Regions from separate parts of the Mus musculus genome. Here regions 2, 3, 4, 5, 6 and 7 are each linked to region 1. A link is a contact called in public Micro-C and promoter capture Hi-C data. All regions are on one chromosome and are shown on one strand. Each heading gives the region's core, a stretch centred on a gene start, on an enhancer-like site or on the middle of the called end of the contact. The rest is flanking DNA. Distances are from core to core; before and after follow the strand shown.

What was found. Promoter capture Hi-C pulls out the DNA fragments that hold promoters and counts their contacts. A called contact is a pair of places that touch in the nucleus more often than the background predicts.
Region 2: a Micro-C map of embryonic stem cells shows a contact between it and region 1, with 7 times the contacts expected there. The contact joins the enhancer-like site here to the promoter of Map4k4 in region 1. A contact is called at or near these places in 9 of 39 promoter capture datasets (the 3T3-L1 cell line, 3T3-L1-derived adipocytes, frontonasal cranial neural crest and 5 more), 1 of 484 Hi-C or Micro-C datasets (embryonic stem cells) and 1 of 115 datasets of contacts at active chromatin or transcription factors (pancreatic cancer cells).
Region 3: a contact with region 1 is called in a promoter capture Hi-C map of the HPC-7 cell line, with 3 times the contacts expected there. The contact joins the enhancer-like site here to the promoter of Map4k4 in region 1. A contact is called at or near these places in 15 of 39 promoter capture datasets (the 3T3-L1 cell line, 3T3-L1-derived adipocytes, the HPC-7 cell line and 10 more).
Region 4: a contact with region 1 is called in a Micro-C map of embryonic stem cells, with 3 times the contacts expected there. The contact joins the promoter of Tbc1d8 here to the promoter of Map4k4 in region 1. A contact is called at or near these places in 2 of 39 promoter capture datasets (the SN4741 cell line and neutrophils), 2 of 484 Hi-C or Micro-C datasets (both in embryonic stem cells) and 1 of 115 datasets of contacts at active chromatin or transcription factors (embryonic stem cells).
Region 5: a promoter capture Hi-C map of pre-B cells shows a contact between it and region 1, with 2.8 times the contacts expected there. The contact joins the promoter of Il1r1 here to the promoter of Map4k4 in region 1. A contact is called at or near these places in 6 of 39 promoter capture datasets (the 3T3-L1 cell line, 3T3-L1-derived adipocytes, hippocampal neurons and 2 more) and 1 of 115 datasets of contacts at active chromatin or transcription factors (pancreatic cancer cells).
Region 6: a contact with region 1 is called in a promoter capture Hi-C map of the 3T3-L1 cell line, with 6 times the contacts expected there. The contact joins the enhancer-like site here to the promoter of Map4k4 in region 1. A contact is called at or near these places in 9 of 39 promoter capture datasets (the 3T3-L1 cell line, 3T3-L1-derived adipocytes, HPC-7-derived erythroid cells and 5 more), 3 of 484 Hi-C or Micro-C datasets (3T3-L1-derived adipocytes, palatal mesenchyme and uterus) and 2 of 115 datasets of contacts at active chromatin or transcription factors (effector CD8 T cells and memory CD8 T cells).
Region 7: a contact with region 1 is called in a promoter capture Hi-C map of the 3T3-L1 cell line, with 2.7 times the contacts expected there. The contact joins the enhancer-like site here to the promoter of Map4k4 in region 1. A contact is called at or near these places in 2 of 39 promoter capture datasets (both in the 3T3-L1 cell line) and 1 of 115 datasets of contacts at active chromatin or transcription factors (microglia).

Annotation. Positions count from the first base shown.
Region 1 is chr1:39,899,543-39,902,242 of GRCm38.p6, forward strand. It overlaps Map4k4 (mitogen-activated protein kinase kinase kinase kinase 4), which reads left to right and starts at 1,371. Exons shown (of 32, transcript NM_001252200.1): 1 at 1,371-1,744; 2 at 1,967-2,032. The coding sequence starts at 1,688.
Region 2 is chr1:40,302,011-40,304,710 of GRCm38.p6, forward strand. It overlaps Il1r1 (interleukin 1 receptor, type I), which reads left to right. Exons shown (of 11, transcript NM_001123382.1): 8 at 268-419. Among named protein-coding and RNA genes, the nearest start is that of Il1rl2, 21 kb to the right of the region's middle. Within about 2 kb of position 1,426, at least 9 of the 459 cell types and tissues checked have an H3K27ac peak or open chromatin away from gene starts, as enhancers often do. A contact at or near this core is called in embryonic stem cells, where this site is marked.
Region 3 is chr1:40,408,695-40,411,394 of GRCm38.p6, forward strand. It overlaps a transcript of Il1rl1 not described here. Among named protein-coding and RNA genes, the nearest start is that of Il1rl1, 30 kb to the right of the region's middle. Within about 2 kb of position 1,392, at least 27 of the 459 cell types and tissues checked have an H3K27ac peak or open chromatin away from gene starts, as enhancers often do. A contact at or near this core is called in the HPC-7 cell line, where this site is marked.
Region 4 is chr1:39,477,386-39,480,085 of GRCm38.p6, forward strand. Tbc1d8 (TBC1 domain family, member 8) reads right to left here and starts at 1,362. Exons shown (of 20, transcript NM_018775.4): 1 at 1,055-1,362. The coding sequence starts at 1,181.
Region 5 is chr1:40,265,296-40,267,995 of GRCm38.p6, forward strand. It overlaps Il1r1 (interleukin 1 receptor, type I), which reads left to right and starts at 1,291. Exons shown (of 11, transcript NM_001123382.1): 1 at 1,291-1,586.
Region 6 is chr1:40,371,828-40,374,527 of GRCm38.p6, forward strand. No RefSeq gene overlaps it. Among named protein-coding and RNA genes, the nearest start is that of Il1rl2, 49 kb to the left of the region's middle. Within about 2 kb of position 1,359, at least 14 of the 459 cell types and tissues checked have an H3K27ac peak or open chromatin away from gene starts, as enhancers often do.
Region 7 is chr1:40,338,279-40,340,978 of GRCm38.p6, forward strand. All of the region lies in intron 4 of Il1rl2 (interleukin 1 receptor-like 2), which reads left to right. Among named protein-coding and RNA genes, the nearest start is that of Il1rl2, 15 kb to the left of the region's middle. Within about 2 kb of position 1,258, at least 19 of the 459 cell types and tissues checked have an H3K27ac peak or open chromatin away from gene starts, as enhancers often do.

The sequences.
Region 1 (2,700 bases), core at 121-2,620:
CTGCACACATCACTGTATTATCAATAAATAATAACAAAGCCAAACCAGACAAGCGCTAACAAATTCACCAACATTTTTGTTCCTGTGCGTTTCCTAAGGAACAGATATTGGGAGTTCCGAATATAATTTCACTCTACAATGGAGTCTCATGTCAAACATCTTAGAACGTAACCCAAGCAGAAGAGCGCTGGACATTCTCTGGGGGCAGCGACTTGAACTCTGGGTATAGGCCGAAGTGGAGAGTATGCTCGCTCCTCTCTAGGCTAGGGTCTTTAGGGTTTGAGTACAACAATTGCAGTATTGGGGGTTTTCTACTCCGAGGCTATAAGGTGTGTACTGCTTAAATCAGAACAGTGTGGAGTGTGTGGGGAGGGAGGTGCAGAACGTTATTGACAACTAGATGCCCATGAAACAGTGGATTTTGGGGGGCGCCATGTAACACCAAGCTTAGCTTCATCTCTTAACTTATCAGGCCCATTCTAGGCCTTCTACATGTGGGAGTCAAGCAATTTTACAGCGATCTTGTACCTGGCCATTCTGGGATACTGTTGAGAACACCCGCTGTGAGGTAACAGGGAGTCACTAAACATGTTTTTGGCTGGTCCTGGGACGTGATAAAGAGGGACAGTAGTTGAACTGCCTAGCTGACTTGCTGTGGCATGCTGGAAGAAGCCTGTTTGGTGACCCGTGGTGATCTCCATCCAGGTACTGTCAGGGTTTTAGATCCCGAGCAGAGGGCTCGCCCGTCCGCCCTCCCTCCCATGGGCCAAACTGGCTCGGGGAACACAGCAGCGAGCAATCACAGCGACTGTTTTGGATTCTCCCGGACGGTCAAGTGATGCTCAGCGAATCCTCCAGCAGCAACCAAGCCACAAACTGAGACAGGAAAGGAGAAAGGAGAGGAACACCCCTTGGGGGGTAAAAAGGAAACGAGGGTCTACGGGACCGACCGGCCGTAGGCGGCGGAGGGGTCCGAGGCCCGACCCCGGCGCGTCCTGGCACACCCTCTCCCGGGCGAGCGGCGCGGGTGGGGTGTCCACGGGGCCGCCGGGGCGCTCCGAGTCTTTCATTCATTGTTAGCGGAGGCTGGGGTGTTCCGCCGCGCCCCGCACTTCCTCCGGGAAGGCCCCGAGGGCTCCCGGCCCCACCCCGGGCCGGGCCACCATCCGCGGAGGGCCGGCCGCCCGGCCATTGTTCGAGCCCCACCCCTGCTGAATATTCACGCGGGCGGGCGGCGAGCGAGCGAGGGCGAGGGCCGGGTTCCGCCCGCTCTCCCGGCGGAGGGGGCGGGGGAGTCGCTCGCCCCTCCTCAGCGGCGCCGGTCGGTGCCCCGCGTCCCCGCCCCCGCCCCCGCCTCCCGCGGCATCTTTGTCTCGCGGCCTCGCGCTCGCTCGCTCGCCGCGCTCTCCGGCCCCAGCTCCGGGCCGCTCGTGCAGGCGCGCGCGCGCGGGGCGCCGGGGCCTGAGGCGGCGGGCGACGCCCGGGGGGCGGGTGGGGGCCGAGGGAGGACCGCCAAGCCATGGTGTGAGCTCCGCGGCCAGCGCTCTCCGCGCCGCGCTCCGCTCCGACCGGACGACAAGCCGCCCGGGCGGCGGCGGCCTGCCCGTGCGGCCCGAGCCCCGGCGCCGCCGAGCCCCTGCCCGTCTCTCGCTCTCTCGCCCGCTCCCGGAGCGGCGACCCGGGGAAGATGGCGAACGACTCTCCCGCGAAGAGCCTGGTGGACATTGACCTGTCGTCCCTGCGGGTGAGTGCGGCCGCGCCCTGCGCGCCGCGGTGGACACGGACACCCGCGGGCGCGGCGGCCCCTTTGTCTGCCGGGCGAGCGGGCGGGCGGGTGCCACGGCGCTCCCGGGGACCCGGCGGGGCGAGCCTTTGTCACCGCCCTGCATCCCTCCCTCCGCCCTCTCGCCCTCCTCGGTTGGGGTCCCTCTTTTGAGTTGATAACCTCCCCCTCCTCTCTCTCCAGGACCCTGCTGGGATTTTTGAGCTGGTGGAAGTGGTTGGAAATGGCACCTATGGACAAGTCTATAAGGTCGGTGTGGGGCGCCTTTGTTCCCCGTGGCGTGGAGAAACTTCTTAGGGGACGAGGGAAAGGGTGACGAAACGCTGCTGACTGCAGGCCGTGCCGCCTGGCCAAAGTTGGGAAAGGGGGTTTCGCCTGGCTTTTCTTTTTTTTTCTTTTTCTTTTTTGTTTTTTTGCCTGTGTTCAGACTGGCCTTAAAAGACCTCATTTCCTGGCTTTGAGATAAAGGAAATAAGCTACACTGTTAGGCATGCACTTGGCTTTAGCAAAATAGAAAAGGAATTTTGTGTTCGAGGGTGACCACAGGGTCTCCCCCCAAACCCCCTTTCCTCCAAATCTGGCCTTCATGCGTTTGCGTTTGTCCGTGAATTAAAATTCGGTGTAGACAGGCCTTGCCTATGACTCCACTCAGCCACTGCCTTGGTATTCTTGAGACATGTCATCGTGCTTCTGCCTTCGGAGTGCTTGCCGTAGGCTCCAACTTGGGGAGGCTAGCGTTACCTGGTACTGATTTTAAAGCTTGGCCAGCATACCCTGTTCTAGTGGACAGTATCTTGGGGAAGCGGGCGGGGGAGTGTGCTTTTGGGCCACGGGAACAGGAGGAATTACAGTGTGGGGATTATAAAATGTGAATTCCAGGAATAACCTTTGTGACAGCTGTGTAATTGAGATGGCTG
Region 2 (2,700 bases), core at 176-2,675, 400 kb after region 1:
GAAGCGGGTGTTGTTTTTTAATTTCTTGCAAGCTGCTAATTCATGTTGATTTCTTTGCTACTGAGTGTTTCTCACCTTGAGGTTATACAGTTTCAGATTTGTCTTGACGACAAGCTGTTATCCACATGATCTGGGACAGTGATTATTTGAGCTGTGATGTATGATACAAATAAAGCAGTTAACTGGGCCTGCAGGTCTGATTCTGTGTTGAAGCATCTTGCCAACTCTGTTGTATTAACCCCCTCCTCACCCCCTTCTCTTGAACAGTGTGGAACATCCTTCAACCAAAAGAAAATACACACTCATTACAACACTTAACATTTCAGAAGTTAAAAGCCAGTTTTATCGCTATCCGTTTATCTGTGTTGTTAAGAACACAAATATTTTTGAGTCGGCGCATGTGCAGTTAATATACCCAGGTAAGTATCAAAGGCTTACTTAAAAACTGCCTAGCCTGGTGGACTCCAGTGTGCTTTCCTTTGCCTGGAACACCCCTCACCCCTTCTTCAGCAATAACTTCCTATCTGTTTTGCTTCTTGTCCTGAATTCTCTGATCTTTCTATCCCACTCTGCCTGCCTCTGTCTGGGTACCACTTCGGAGGCATCCTGTATCCCAGGCACAGGAACCCTTCTTAGTTTCTTTGGCTAGGATACTACCTATTTCACTCTGTTGTTGCTGTTCTCCTCCTCCTCCTCCTCCTCCTCCTCCTCCTCCTCCTCCTCCTCCTCTTCCTCCTCTTCCTCTCCTGTTCTTCCTCCTCCTCTTCTTCTGCTTCTTCTCCTCTTCCTCCTCCTCTTCTTCTTCCTGGCTGATAGCTACCTATATTTGCTTCATTGCAAGCACGTCATGAATATGTTTAAACACATGACCAAACAAGATGGCTATACACAGAAAGCATAAATACTCCGCTTATAACAAGGAACCCTGAGATCACTGGTTTTTGAGAGTTGGTATAGTCCAAAAACCTGAGAATGATTGTGAAATATTGTTAAATACTAAACAATACTAAAGCTGACTAAGAAAAGCAGGACATAGGAGGAGAGAGTTGGAATCTTCTGGATGGAGATAGTGTGAGTACAAGACATAGCTACTAGTGTCTCCCAGCTTATGGCCAATCTGCCAGGATTCACCATAGGAGAAATTAGATTTAATAAGGCTTACAAGATGAGGATTCTAGTTGTTGTTCCCAGAGATTGAGTTACCATTGTTTCTGAACTAAGTTTGTGTGGTGTTTTTCTTCTTTTAATGACTTGGCTGGGTTTCAGAGAGAAAGGTACAACAGCAAAGTGTGGGTTTGCCTGATGTGCATCACAAAGGCCATGGGGGATTGGAAGCATGGGGCCAGCATGATAACAACCGCCAGTGGGAACTTAGTGTGCTGGGTGGAGAGACTTTGGAGTTTTGAGTCAGAGAGTCTCCAGGAGATAAGAACAGGCCGTGCCACCAGTTCATAGCTGGCCAGCCCGCCAGGGCAAAGAGTAGCTGGGTATAGCATGGGAACTTGCCAGTCCTTTTTAATATTTCCTGCACCAGGTGGTAAACCAAAGTGTTGGGTACGAATCCACTAGAAATTTAAGATTAGTAGCCTGAGAGTTAAAGTTTCATCTTCTAAGTGAGAGAAAGGTAGCACTAGATTAGTCACATGATCCAAGCGCGGGGTGGGGGGGTAAGGGGTGGGGACACTGAAACTAAGCAGGCCCTGAGGTTCCCCGCTGTGGGGAATTGCAAGCTGCCTTGAGTTAGATAGAAGAATGAAGTTGCCTACATTGTAAGGCAGAGGGATTGAACTGTGAATTTAAAATTGGGAGTATTTGCTTTTAGGATAGATTTATATACAGATTCTGTCCAAATCACATGGGGAATTTCGTCTGTGGTTTGGAACTAGGATAGGGAAAATTAGTCACAGTAGAGAGAGCAGTGATAATCATTGCCTGCTTTGATCAGGTATTAATTATCAATGTCTGTGGCTCCAGGTAGAGAGAGCAACAGATAGATATTATACATTATATTATAGGTATTAATAATGTCTATGGCTCTAGGCAGCGAGCTGAACAGAAAGATGGTATTGCTCTAATACGTCTAATACGTCTTACAGGATACTCAAATTCTGTCTTACATGGGCTCCACGGGAATTCTGGGTATAAATTCTGCTTTGACTAGCTGCCTGCTTATAAGCAGAAACAAGTGTGAATTGATTGTTTTAAAGATGGTATAAACACACATTGCTCTAATATGCCTCACAGGATACTCAAATTCTGTCTAACGTGGGCTCCATGGGAATTCTTGGTTATTATGCTGCCTGGCAAAATAGAAAAGGCCTAAGAATAGGCACATACAGTATTTTAGTTTACTTCATGTGTTTTGGATTGTTTTAACTTTCAAAATGGGTGTGATGAGTTTTGTGGTTATTTTACTCCTCTGGGAGAGAGGTCGATATAAAGGATTTTCTGGTTACTGGCTCAAGGATATGCTGATTTGGGAGAAAGGTCTTGTCTTTGTGTTTTTAGAAAAGGTGATTAGTGCTGGGCGTGGTAGCACACGCCTTTAATCCCAGCACTCGGGAGGCAAAAGCAAGTGGATTTCTGAGGCCAGCCTGGTCTACAAAGTGAGTTCCAGGACAGCCAGGGCTACACAGAGAAACTCTGTCTCAAAAAAACCAACCCCCCCCCCCCAAAAAAAAAGGTGATTAGTGTCTATAT
Region 3 (2,700 bases), core at 142-2,641, 510 kb after region 1:
CCCTCAGCAAGTACCTGAGCAGGCCTAGGATCTGTACCTGGAACAGTGATCAGTCACAACGAATAGAGACCCAAATATTCATTTCTGAGGACTGTAGATTTATTATCTTACCTGAATTGGGTTGTCATCTTCTACTAATCTTAATCATAAGACATGGCCAAATTCTGAAAAATCTGTTACACTCCAGACATACTCTTTGGGGAGAATTAGTCCAGTTTCTCCCTAGTAGTCTGGACAGTCACTCCTGGGAGCAAAGTCACTCCTTTCTTAGCTGGTTAACATCTAGTTCAGTGGAATACTTATATACCTGACAGAAGTTCTCCATTTGGAATAAATACATGTAGGTGGCAAGTCTTTTATTAATGGGAATAAGATGTAGACAAGTAGTTCATGGGTCCCTGTGGATGATGATGGGTTGTGTCATTCTTTTTTTTTTTTCCCTCCTGGCTTTATCAGAAACTGTACCACATGTCGGAGGCAGATGCAGAATCTATGATATAGGATGGTGTATCCCGTCCCTTGGGACTCAGCTATTCGTGGGTGTGAGGGGGACTGCAAACCTGGAAGAAAATGGGATGGAAGAGAAATAAAAGCCGAAGACCAAGTAGATTGTTTCCTATCAAGGTCTCCGTTTATTTGGCTGAGACGCCGGATTTTAAAGCATACATCGAGGGGAATAGGGAGGGGTGGAGGGGGAATTAACAGAGAACAAAGAAGTAGGCATCTGCTAACATGAGGGCAGAAGTCAGGCTCCAGGTGGTGGGCACTCTGTGTCTTATCTCTGGAACATAGATCCTCCTTAACAGCCTTGGGTATCAGGCTGGGCTCAGCGCATAACTCATGTCCTTGGATGTCATAAGAGTCAGGAAAAGATAAGGAAGAGGGGACTATAATTCAGCTTTTTTAGCCTGAGGTGCCAGGAAGGGAACAGGGAGAAGGGAGTGATGACCCACTCCTAGCACGAGACCATTTGGCTTGTCAGGGTGGGAGATTGTGAAGGGCTTGCTTTCTCATGGTATGGTCTCTAACAATGGTGATGCAGAATCAATCCATGTGGGATGGTGATGCAGAATCCATGTGGGATGGTGATGCAGAATCCATGTGGGATGGTGATGCAGAATCCATGTAGGATACGGATGCTGAATATACAGCCTTTTGAAGAATCTGCCCCAGGCCTCAGGCTCTTGCCACTTTTCCATATTCTAACTCTATCTTTCACAGTCCAATTCATTTTTTTTTGTTTTTTTGTTTTTTTTTTTTTTTTTGGCAAGCTACTCCAGGAAGGTGGGGGGCATGGAAGGCTAGTGGCTTCTGTGAGCATGGGCTCACTGTTGCACTTCTTTCTTTGTAAAGCAAGTTCCTTTTTCAGGAGCAATGCTGTGTGGAATAGTAAGATGGGGAAATAGGACATCCTGTTAAGCCTGTGTGGTTATTTTGGCTGAAGCATTACACACAGGTCAGGCAAAGCAACATAAAGAATAACTGGGCCAGTGAAGACAAAATGTCACACTTCTCTTCATGGAAGTAGGCAAAGTTAGTTAACATGACACCAGGCTGCTGGCTAGGCACCTGGGACATACTGCCACGTTGGCTGCTCAGCATTGGTCTCTGCTCTCTGTCTGTGTTACTGGCTGTACGCATTGCTTTCAACCCGGCTGCCATAGCTACTTTGTTCCTAGGCTCACTAGGAAATGACAGAGATTGTCAGGGAAGGGGTTGATAACAGTCACCTGGAACCCAAGTAACTTTATATCCTCTGATCATTAGGAGAGATGTACCATTGTACATTCCCCCCAAATGTCTTTCTTATCAATTTTCCAATCATTCTTTTAAGGCTCCGATGGCTGGTTATTGCTGATATATAATCACACCTCTGATCATGTTCCGGGGGAACAGAGTAAGAGATGGGTAGCACCTCAGAGTTCTACAGTTCTGTAAGGGGAAAGTCCTCCATGGTATACCTCTCTCCTCCAGTCCACACCTTTAAAAAGGTTCCACTACCTCTTCATACTGCTGCCAATCTACTGTAACTGGCATCTCCGGTGGAGCATTTTTTAACAATAGCATGTCCTTGTTTGTTTGTTATTTGATTTAGGCCCATTTCTCATAATAGACAGTCAGTGGCTCGTCTTGAGGGAAGAGGCCATGGCTTTTGTTTTTGTTGTTTCCAGTACTGTTCTTGTTGTAGTGCATGCAGCTAAGCATGTTAACCAAACTGAGAATACATTTGTAGAGAGAATAAACAAACCTCAGCCACCAACTGAAAAGGACCTTCACAGGGCTTCCTAACCAGTGGACCTCACTTATTAGTTCATGGAATGGAGAAGACAGAAATATCAAACAGCTATAAGTATCCTCTTGAGGAAATTGTCATGTTGGAGAAATAGGAAAGACCCTTAAATGTCTCTACAGGCTAGCTAAGTTCCTGTCCTATGGTGGTCGCTGTCATGGACGCTTCTACTCCTTGGTTTGTTCTTTAAACCCCAGTGAGACAAGTATTGCTATAATTCTTATTTTTTCAAATAGGAGAATGGAGGTTTACAGATGTTGAATAACTATATTAGGGTGATATAGTTACTAAGTGACTGGGCATGATTTGATCTGTGGAATACTGGATTCGACTGGAATAACTGGGCTGAAAACATGGTAAGTTTTTTTTTTTTTTGACAGATACTATTTTGGGACGAAGAGAAAGAGGAA
Region 4 (2,700 bases), core at 112-2,611, 420 kb before region 1:
AACGTTCCACTGTCTACTAACCCTTTCAACCAGAATCCTGTGGTCTCCTACCCACTACTGAATTCTCAGGAGAGTCTCGGTTGTCATCGTGGACCCTGACCCCACCCTACACCTGCTAGCTTTTCCTGAAGCTAAAATACATGATTTTAGGTAGAAGCATATTCCTCATTTCTCCAACCAGACTCTGCTCCCAAAGGGCCGTCTCCAGACTGGCCCAGGTGCAGACAGTCACCAGCAATTAACCCGAGCGCACCGTTTAGGTCTGTTGACCCCCTCAGCGACATTCAGTAGAAGGTTATGAAAGGACCATCATCTGAAGTCCCTTTTACCAGAGGTGGCTCCTTAACCAAAGGAATCATTCCAACCCCCTAGGCAAAACACGACAATTCCCCTTCCCTGATTGAGCAGGTGCTCTAGCTAATAACGCGAGCTGATCCCAATCTCTTAACAGCTTTGAGCCATAACTTTTAGAAGGGGAAAATGCCTTGCTTGGAGACAACTTCAAAGCCTATCGTATTTTTGTCCTATCGTTCCACAGAAGACATTGAAAGGAGAAACAAAAGCGGCATGCTTAACTTCGCTACGCAACTATAGTGCCTCAGTTTCCCCTCGAAGCGAAGACAGCCCCCGCCTCCTGGGCCAGAAAGTCCTGGATCTCTAGAACCTCCCGATGATCTGGCCTGAAGTCCGCAGCTGCAACACCACCTGGAGCCACAGCTGCGTCCAGATGGCCAAGTCCGGGCCTGCCTGGGCGCACCCTTCTGTCACCTGGCGGGGCCCTAGGGCGCCCCGATCTCGCTGCCTTGGGGCAAGCTCTAGAAGCTGCGTCTCCAGCGTTCGCGAGCCAGGTCACACCAGATGCACCTGCCTCTCTCGGCCCGTGGGTCCCTGAGCTCCAAGCCCGACCGGAGCTCGCGTGAGAAACGCAGGAAAAAGGAAAACAAGCCATAGGCAGGGCCGTCCTGGCCTCGTCGGCTGCCACCGAGACACCACCTGCGACGCGGCCGGGCGGCAGGGACAGAGGCCGGGCCGGGCCGCCGCGCGCGCCCCTTACCGGTGAGGCGGCCGCCCCCCTCGCCGTGCCCGCGGCGCCGCTGCAAGACGAAGTAGCAGCTGCTCTTCTGGGTCACCCAGAGCTTCAGCGCGTTCTTGAGCAGCACCTCCTCGGGCTTGAGCCACATCGCGGCGAACCTGCCGCGCCTGCGGGTCCCGGTTCACATCGCCCCAGCAGCCGGCCGCACCGGGCCGAGCCCGCTTGGAAGGAGGCGGCGGGAACTGCGCGCGGAGACAGAAGCGGGAGCGCCTGCCGAGCCCCGGAGCGCGGAGACCACAGCTCGCCGGGCTCACCCCGCGCTGCCTGCCGTGGCCCCGCCCCGGCTAGACCCTGCCCACCAGCCGCGGTCCCGCCCACCCCCGAAGCCACGCCCTCCACCCTCCCCGAGGCTCCAGTGGCGCCTCCCTGGTTTCCTAGTCTCTGCGGCTCCCGGCCAGGGTTCCGGAGTGGCGGGAGGAAATCGGAGCCACTGCCAGGTCTCCTCCCTCTAGTCCCGGACGAGTCTCGAATTCCCTCCTTCCCGGTAGGAAGCGAGCAACTGCGCAAGTTGTCTCCACGCTCCTTGTTTAAAAGCTGGAGGAAGGACCTAGGGGGAAAAGACATCTTGTTATCCAAGCTGCAGGTTGCCCAACCCAGAGTCTTAACCTTAAAGAGCACAATGCACGCCAGTAAACTGGAGTGTGTTCAAGTTTCAAATAACCAAAAGCTAACACTGAAAATTGGAGACAATTGTATCTGGATTTTTTTTTAATGCTGCGCTCTTCATTTTTTTTTTAAATTAACACAGAATGCTACATATTTTAGTCCATATATACAGCAAGGAGAGGGTCAGAGAAATTGCTTTCCGTTAATTCAAACATTTACATTTCTTCTTTATTACATTTTATTTATTGGAGGGGGTGGTCACGAGAGACAGTTTGGCGCGTGGAAGTCAGAAGACAACTTTGAGGAGTCAGTCTTGGCTTCCATTATGTGGACCCTGGGAATCCAACTCAGGTCATCAGGCCTGGCAGCAGGAGTCATTCTTGACATCCCCCACTTATTATTTCTCTTACAGAATATTTTTTCATGCTTTTGTAAGGATACAACTGAAGCTATAGGAGAGGTGGCAACGCAGAAACCTGAGTCCAGCAGCAGACCATACTGAACACTGAATGTCTTACAGAGACATAGGACCTAGAAGGCACCACTATGAGACTCACCCCTGCAGGTCCTCTCCGGAAAAAAATAAGGCTCTTGTGTCTATTCTGAGAAAACATTAAAGAAAAAAACAAACCCACTAGAACATGGGAGCAGGTAATAGTAACGAGAAGCCACGGGGCATGTGAGTACAGGGTTTTAAATAAATATTTTCTCTAGGCTAGAGTAGACATGTTAGCTGTCCTTGAAAAAGGCCGAGGGAAAGGGATCCACGTGTTCTCTGTGGGGAGGTGGTTAGATCGGATATCTTAGCCAAAGGGAGGGGAAAGGTTCCCTTAGTCCCTGGGTTTTGACAAAAGGACAAAATGTGGTTGTTAAGTAGGACAGAACTGGAAAGTAGAAGCTGTCCTGGGGGAGGATCAGAAACTGGTCAGATCCAACAGACAGTAGCCCTGTAGAAAGCAAAGTGAGACGGGAGGTTGGGGGATGGGGAGGACGGTGGAGGG
Region 5 (2,700 bases), core at 41-2,540, 370 kb after region 1:
TAAGGGGGTCAAATCTTCTGTGGATGTGAGTTAGAAGTACTCAAGGCTGTGAGAACAGCCTCTGGAATACAGACCCATGGGACAGGGCTAGGGCAGGGTTAGGGATAAGGCACCAGTTCCTTGCCAGACTTAAGCCTGCCTTTCGGAGGCAAAGGAGCAGTCCAAACCTTTGGAAATGAGTGAGGACCTTCTGCCCTGCTAGGCCACAGGTGGCATCTATGATATACCATTGATGCTGCCCCTTTAAGCTTTCTACCATCTCAGAGTTTCCCCCGGGGTTACTTCAACCTTGGGTTTCTAGGCTGCATACGCGAATAAGGCAGGAAATTCAAGGCCTGTCCACGCTGGAAGGCATGCAGGAAATGGCCATGTGCTCTATCTAGAGGTATTAAGCAATCACTGTTTCTTTGCAGTTGTATTGCAGGGTGGTGCATTATATGTGGAAGAAGCTGGGGGGTGAGGGTAGGGAGCACGGAATGGTTGGTGCTATTTCCAGGACCACAATGTCCTCCTTGCACCCTGTCCTAAAATTTGGCTATTCTTGATTTTTTTTTTCATGTGCTTTCTGAGAACTCTGGAATTCTCCTTTGCAGAGCAAATCCTACAATTAATTGGGATATGATAAGGGGACCTGTTTTTCAGCCTGGTGGACAGCAGTAAAGCAACCAAGTAAAAAGCCTATGAACTATCAACTCTTCACCAGAGCTCTTTAACTCCTCCTACCTATAAAGGCTGCGGGCCTTTATACCAAAAGAGGAAATCAAGGTATTGCAAACTTAATGACTCGGCTAAGTGCTCAAAGCCAGTTCGAGGCACACAGTACTGGGCTCCAGTTGTGCTGAGCACAGAACTGTGTTTTCCTCAGGATCTGATACCCCATGGGTCACCAGCTCGGTTCTTGTTAGGTGGCACAATCTGGTTGCGATGTAGACGTGAGTTGACCCATCTAATTTTGGTTTGGGTGGGAACACAGAGGCTGCTCAGAGGAGCCAAGCCATCTGGGAATCAGAGCCATTCTTCCTGGAATCTGGGACATCTGGCAAGGATGCAGGGATTTTGGAATGCCCCCAAGGAGATGCAGTGACCCTCCAAATGCCCCCAAGGAGATGCAGAGACCCTCCATTGCCTCCACCCCCGGAGGGATACAGAGACCCTGGAATGTTCTGCGTGGATGTAGATATTCTGGGATGTGGGGCAGAAACTCCACAACCCAACCTATCCGGCTCCCAGGGCGGGGCATTGGCACTGGGCCAGCTAGCTCCGAGCCCGAGGCTGAGGACGCTGGCCTGCAGTCTCCGCCCGCTGCACGCCCCCGCGGGCGGCTCAGAGTGGGAGCAGCGTGCTGCTCAGAAGGTCTTAGCTGGTGCGGGGTTCCAGGAGCCGCCTGGGAGCGCGGCGCCCACCTAGAAGGGCGGGAGCCCAGCTGGTGCCCGCCTGCCCCAGAGCGGAAGGAATGTGACCCCCGAGCGAGCGCGGAGCAGCCCTTGAGCGGCTCCCAGGGCTCCGGTTGCTCCCGGCCTGAACGGGTTTAGTTCGGAGCTGCTGGATTGTTGAACATCGCCACTGGGGCACCCGGGCACGCCCAGGTAGGAGAAAACTAGAGAGTTCCTGAAATAGGGTCGCAAGGCCTCAGAGCTGCCTTGACCCAGACAAATGCCTTTCTTAAGTTACTCCCAGTAGCCAGCAGGTCAGCGTTCTCTGTGGATGTAGGATAAAGGTAGTGACAGTTTAGTCCTCCCCCTTTCTGGTGTGTGTGTGTGTGTGTGTGTGTGTGTGTGTTGGGAACTTGCCCAACTCTTTAAGTTTGCTCTAGGTAGATGAGTCTCCCTTGAGTAAATTGCTCCCAGGCCTTGAAATTGGGCCAAATGCAACTAACTTGTTCAGGAGTGTCCCTCTTAGAGGTTTGGGCTCAGAAGAGAGGTCTTAATGAGGCAAGAAGTGGATTCCTTAATGCCCCTGATGAGATGTCTCCTCTCTCCAGACAGGTCGATACTGGGGAATGTAGATGCATTATTTACAAAACCACACAGCACTTGGCTGTTTATAGGGCCCCTTATTCTTACCGCCCTTTCTCCTCCCAGAAGTCCTGTAGGTGAGATGCCAAGGTCACCTTGCTTTATATCAGAAGCTTAGCGGCTATCTTTTCTGAGGATTGGCACCCTCTGAGCTTCAGATCCCCTTGGGGAGACCGGGTGAGTGAGAGCGGCTGCCAGGGAAGGCAGGTAGACTCATCTTCCCACCAGGCTAGCTCTCTGTACTGCTTCCGATGTTCACCAGCTGGGAGCATCCCATCTTTCTGACCCCAAGGAACAGCCTAGGAACTGAGACAACAGAATCTAATCAGTTGGGCTACTTGGGCCATGATAAAGAAGAGATGAAGTCTATCTGTCATTGGAATTGGTGCCCGAGTCATCCTCACTTAATAGTAGTCTTCTGGGTGGTGGATATCCCACATGGAATCCCATGGCTGTGAGCTCCAGGAGCTGGTGCTGGTGACAAGTACTACCTCTTCCCCCTCTTAACTTACCAAGCAGCTGCTGGCATCCTTTTCTATTTTGATCTCTTCTAATTTCTTAATATCCTACCCATTATCTAATTTAATTATATATACACACATCTTAAACTAGCTTCTGACCTAAGTGGAAACATCGTGGGCTGGCTCCCATTCTGGTGCATAGTATTTACTTGCCAGTAGGCTCA
Region 6 (2,700 bases), core at 109-2,608, 470 kb after region 1:
ATAGTCGTGCTGGTAGTTCAGGTTTGTACTGGCTAGTTTTGTGTCAACTTGACACAGCTGGAGTTATCACAGAAAAAGGAGCTTCAGTTGAGGAAATGCCTCCATGAGATACAACTGTAAGGCATTTTCTCAATTAGTGATCAAGGGGGAACCATCTCTTGGCTGGCAGTCTTGGGTTCTATAAGAGAGCAGGCTGAGCAAGCCAGGGGAGGCAAGCCAGTAAAGAACATCTCTCCATGTCCTCTGTATCAGCTCCTGCTTCCTGACCTGCTTGAGTTCCAGTCCTGACTTCCTTTGGTGATGAACAGCAGTATGGAAGTGTAAGCCGAATAAACCCTTTCCTCCCCAACTTGCTTCTTGGTCATGATGTTTGTTCAGGAATAGAAACCCTGACTAAGACAAGGTTCTTCCTATAAATGTCATCCCATCATCCCGAGATGGGTCAGTGTAGCCAAGTTCAAGCTCAGGAGAGCTCACAGTCATGTGACTCTGGCTGAAGTATATCTTTATAATTGTCAGGTATTGTTATTAATCTCTTACTGCATCAAAAGTTTAAGTTAAGCTGCATCATAGGAACATTCATAGAGTAAATGGATATGTGTGTATGTATGTATGTATGTATGTATGTATGTATGTATGAATATATATGGTTTGTTATTATTCTCAGTTCTAGTCTCCATTGGGGACTCTAGGATGAATTCCTCTTGGATAAGGAGTATTTATCTGCCTAAAATAGGGAGACCATCAGCTACCCCATCAAAAACTATGCTGAATCCCAGGGGAAGGCTGGTGGAAGAGAGCTGAGGATTCTTCACAGCCAAGCTACTGTCAGTCAACTGTGCATGTGAGGCAGCTCTTCAAACCTTTCTGCTACCTGGTGCACATGATTTTAATCCTGCACCTCAGTCAGTGGTGAGAGTGACGCCCTCATGCCCGGTGGCTGGGGATGCAAACTCCTGCATCCATTATGGAAACCAACATGGAAGGCTCCCTCAAACCAATAAAACACCCTAACAAAAACAATGAAGCCCAAGCAGGCCTACCACATGACCCAGGTGTCTCACTCCTGGGTGTACACACCAGGAAATCTCTGTTAGCACACTCGAGACATACTGATACATCTCTGTGGATGCACTGTTTACAGTACCCAAGATACAGAAGCAACTTGAATGTGTGTGAACAGAAGAGGAGGAAAAAAATGTGCTCCGTACACTAAGGGAACTTTGTTCTGCTGTGAAGAATGAAATCATGTCATCTTCAGGGAAAGGATAGAACTGCAGATTCTCATGCTTTGCAGAATAATTCAGACCCAAGGGACACACAGCACATGTTTTCTCTTAAGTGCAGAATTTGTGTTTTAAGAACGTGAGTCATAAAGTGTCAGGGAGGCCTCCAAGGGCCATGGGTGTGTGCTGAACGGAGTAGGAAAAAGAAGATGGGGTAATCTATAATTCTCTTTTACACACAACATATACAACATGAAATCAGAGTAGGAAGCATTCTAGGGGTGACTAGCAGGCAGAGGGAAGGAACAGAAGAGGGTTTCAGATGGTGAATATGAGTGAAGTATAACGATAAACATATATGAAAATGGATGAAACCCAATACTTTGTTTGCTAACCAATAGTTATCTCAACATTTAAAATGTAACAAGATGGTAAAGATGAAGGAGTGGGGGTGGTGAGACAGATCAGAGTGTAGGCTTAGATTTTTCAAAACCTACTTTGATAAGGGTTCTTAAATGCTTTGATCTCCCTTCTAGCCCACCAACCAAAGGAGGGGAGAGATGTTTAATAGAACAAGGCGGGGTGTAGACATGTTTAGAAGTAGTTCTTTGGGGCGATACAATCTTTGTTGTCAGGATCTCAGCAGTCCAGTCCAAAATACCAAACATGAATTGGTAGCAGTAGCTCAATCAGAGAAGCGGCAAGAAGCAGCCGGAATACCAGAGACAAGTTCTTTGGTGCTTTTCTCTCCAGGAAGTCAGCACAAGCAAGGATCATGTAGACCAGGAAAGCCTTGCAAGGGGAACCAATGCGAACTGTCTGCTGGGTTCCACTTTTACTCTTTCCAAACACCCTGTGTCCTCCAAGTGTCGTCTGCCTCAGCAAAGATCCTCTCAGAAGACAGTTTTCAGACATGCATCACATGACACAAGTGAGTCTCCAAAGAAACCAGAAATTTCCACTCCATCAGAGGGTGAAGGTGCTTTTCTGCATGGTGACTGGCATGCAGAAGCTAGGTAGGATGGAAGGAGAGAACCAACTCCACAAAGATGTCTTGCTCCACACACACGCACACACGCACACACACGCACACACACGCACACACACGCACACACACATACACACACACACGCACACTGCTGTGTGTCCAAAGCCACACACACAAACACACACACACACACACGTGCACACCCCCACACACATACACACACACATGTACACACACACACACACACACACACATGTACACACACATGCATACACACATACACACACACACACACACACACACACACACACACACACACACTGCTGTGTGTCCAAAGCCGAAATGGAGGTGTAGCTGAGAGAGGTAAGCAACTCAGAGAGGGGACCTGACAGGAAAGTCTTAGCCCCTCTTACTCTGGAGTGACTAAGTCAGTCACAAAGCCACTTTCTTGTGACCTCTTCACTATGATCTGCCCATGAAAATGGC
Region 7 (2,700 bases), core at 8-2,507, 440 kb after region 1:
GAGACTTTTACATCCAGTGTGTATTAGTTAGGCTGTCCTGGGATATTTTGCATCTGAAAAAGATGCTGTACTTGCCGAAGTGGGATTAGAACAGGAGTCAGAATGTGTGCTGATGAATGACAGTATCTTCATAGCATTAGCTTGTGAGCTATGAGTAAATAAAAGATTTACATTTGCATGGTTCCCAGAGCTTAGATTATTTAAAACCTGCATTGGTTACATGCACTACAGATAGCTTCAGAAGTACCCAAATGTGTTGGTGTCACATAAATAAAAGAATATTCACACTTACCCTTGGATTCATTTGATCAAGAACAAACTCAAGTTTGAATTTTTTTTCTCTCCCTGTGTCTCTGTCCATCTGTCTGTCTTAATTTGAGGTTTGGGGGTTGTCATTATTCTATCGGTTGCTGAGTCCTTGTGTCTGTATCTACCTGTAGCCATTTGGTGGCTTATTGTCTCTTTCTTTGTGTCCCTAACAAATTGTTTTGCTCTGTATTGACTGAACATTATAGCATCACATGGGATGGAATGAAAGCCACTTTACATAAATTTTTACCAGAGTTTAGCAAGGGATTAGGTCACTGACTCCAGCTGACCCCAAAGCACTCAGTTTTAAAAACATACTATTTTCAAGTTATAACTGTATGTTGTACCCAATATTTATGGTAGAAGTTTGCATACAAGATCTTTTTATACCTGTATCATGTTTTCAGGGTTGACTAGCATAACACAAGTACATGCATACATTGCTCTTTGCATCAGGAGAGTGGCATAGTACATAATTTAAAATTAGAGATATGTACTAACTTATGTTGTGACTGATACATGGGAAATCCAAGGTTAGTGGGGTTGACTGTTATGTTATTCTCTTAAAGTAGATTAAAAATCAGGCTTAGGGAACAGTATGACATCAGGATAAGTCTTAAGACATCTCAAGGGGCATTAGCAACTTGACTATATGGTCCAACAAAAGTTCCAGTCTCTTAGAAATGTGATCTATTTTCGTAATAATGCATCTCTATAACAATCTAACTGGAAAACGATTAATGGCTGCCATTTTTATTATTTCTGTTTAAATCTTGATAATGAGATATCCCCCAAAAATAAAAGTTAAGCCAGTGGGAAGTTTGTACCCTCCAGTAGATTGGGAAAATGGCACTTCCAGTCACTGCAAGGGGCAGGATGATCTTTATACAGCAAGGTTAGTGTTAATGTGATGGCTCATGTGGATAATTGGAAGAAACCAATGAGTCAGAGGTGGGATTGCTCAACTATGAAGCATGGCACAGAATGTGCTTAGAAAGGGACTCTCCAGTTTAGCCTACAGGAGAGAGGTTTTTGGAATCTAAGAATTTGAGCTTTGAGACCTTGAACCCCGAAGAAGTAGACCATGAAACTCATACAACAGCAAACCAAAGACAAGCCCCAAACCACAAACTACAGATAGAAGACACAGGGTGGGAAGAGGAGAACTCAGCTGTGAGTTTGCTTTTGGTCAAATCAATCCAAGGATTAAGTGTTGAGTTTTGCCCATTAATGTAACAGACATGTTTTGGTACCTTTGAGATTAGTTGTAATGTGTCTAATGGATATAGACTGTAAATAATCTCTAGGTGCCACATAAATTTATATGTCTTATCACTCCCCCATTTTATAGAGCATATCTATGAAAATAACTAACACTCCACACACTCATTTGAATGCCTCTTGTATTCAAAGTGCCGATTTTATTGTGGTGCCTTATCCACCCAACCCCTAATAGTAGGTCCCATCTACTACTGGTGAGCAATTGTCAAATGGTAACTAGAGTTTCCTTAAAGAGTATCTGTTGGAGCAGTGTGTAACACATTTAAGAAGACAAGTTGTACTTTGTAAATAAGCATTCTGGCATTACTTATGGATTGCCCATGCAGAGTGGATTTATTCCTCTTTGCTGAGGATGCACTCATCTGTGACTAAGTGATAAGGGGATGTAACACGGAGTTACTTACATTTTCCTTGAACTGGGGTTTTATCTGTTTTAACTATGAAACTGTGATCTTCATGAGGACAGTAAATGCATCTAATTTCTGCATGGCCAAAGCCTCTCTCTGTGCTGGAAAGATAGGAACTCAAAAATTCAAATAAAAAACAGACTCAAGCTGGGCGTGGTGGCCCACGCCTTTAATCCCAGCACTCAGGAGGCAGAGGCAGGTGGATTTCTGAGTTCGAGGCCAGCCTGGTCTACAGAGTGAGTTCCAGGACAGCCAGGGCTACACAGAGAAACCCTGTCTCGAAAAAAACCAAAAAAAAAAAAAAAAAAAAGAAAGAAAGAATGAAAGGAAGAAAGGAAGGAAGGAAGGAAGAAAGAAAAACAGACTCAACTAGCCAGGCAGTCTCAGTGTGGAGTGAGCGCTGCAAAGGAACAGGTTTGAGCAAGAGTCCGGAAGCAGGTGTGTGAGGTGAAGGCGGTTAGCTTGATACGGTGAGTTACTGGTGAGGAAGGTGAATTGAAGGCAGCTCACTTGGCAATATGTTTGTCTTGGAAACATGAGGACCTTGATTGCTCCCCATAAACACATTTTAAAAAGCTGGGTGTGGTGGTGCACAGGGGACTGGCGGATCCTTAGGACTTGTTGGCCAACCAGTTCTGACAAGTCAGTGCTGTCTCAAAATAAAAAGTGGAAAGAGACAGAGGAAAACACCTCATGTCTAGGT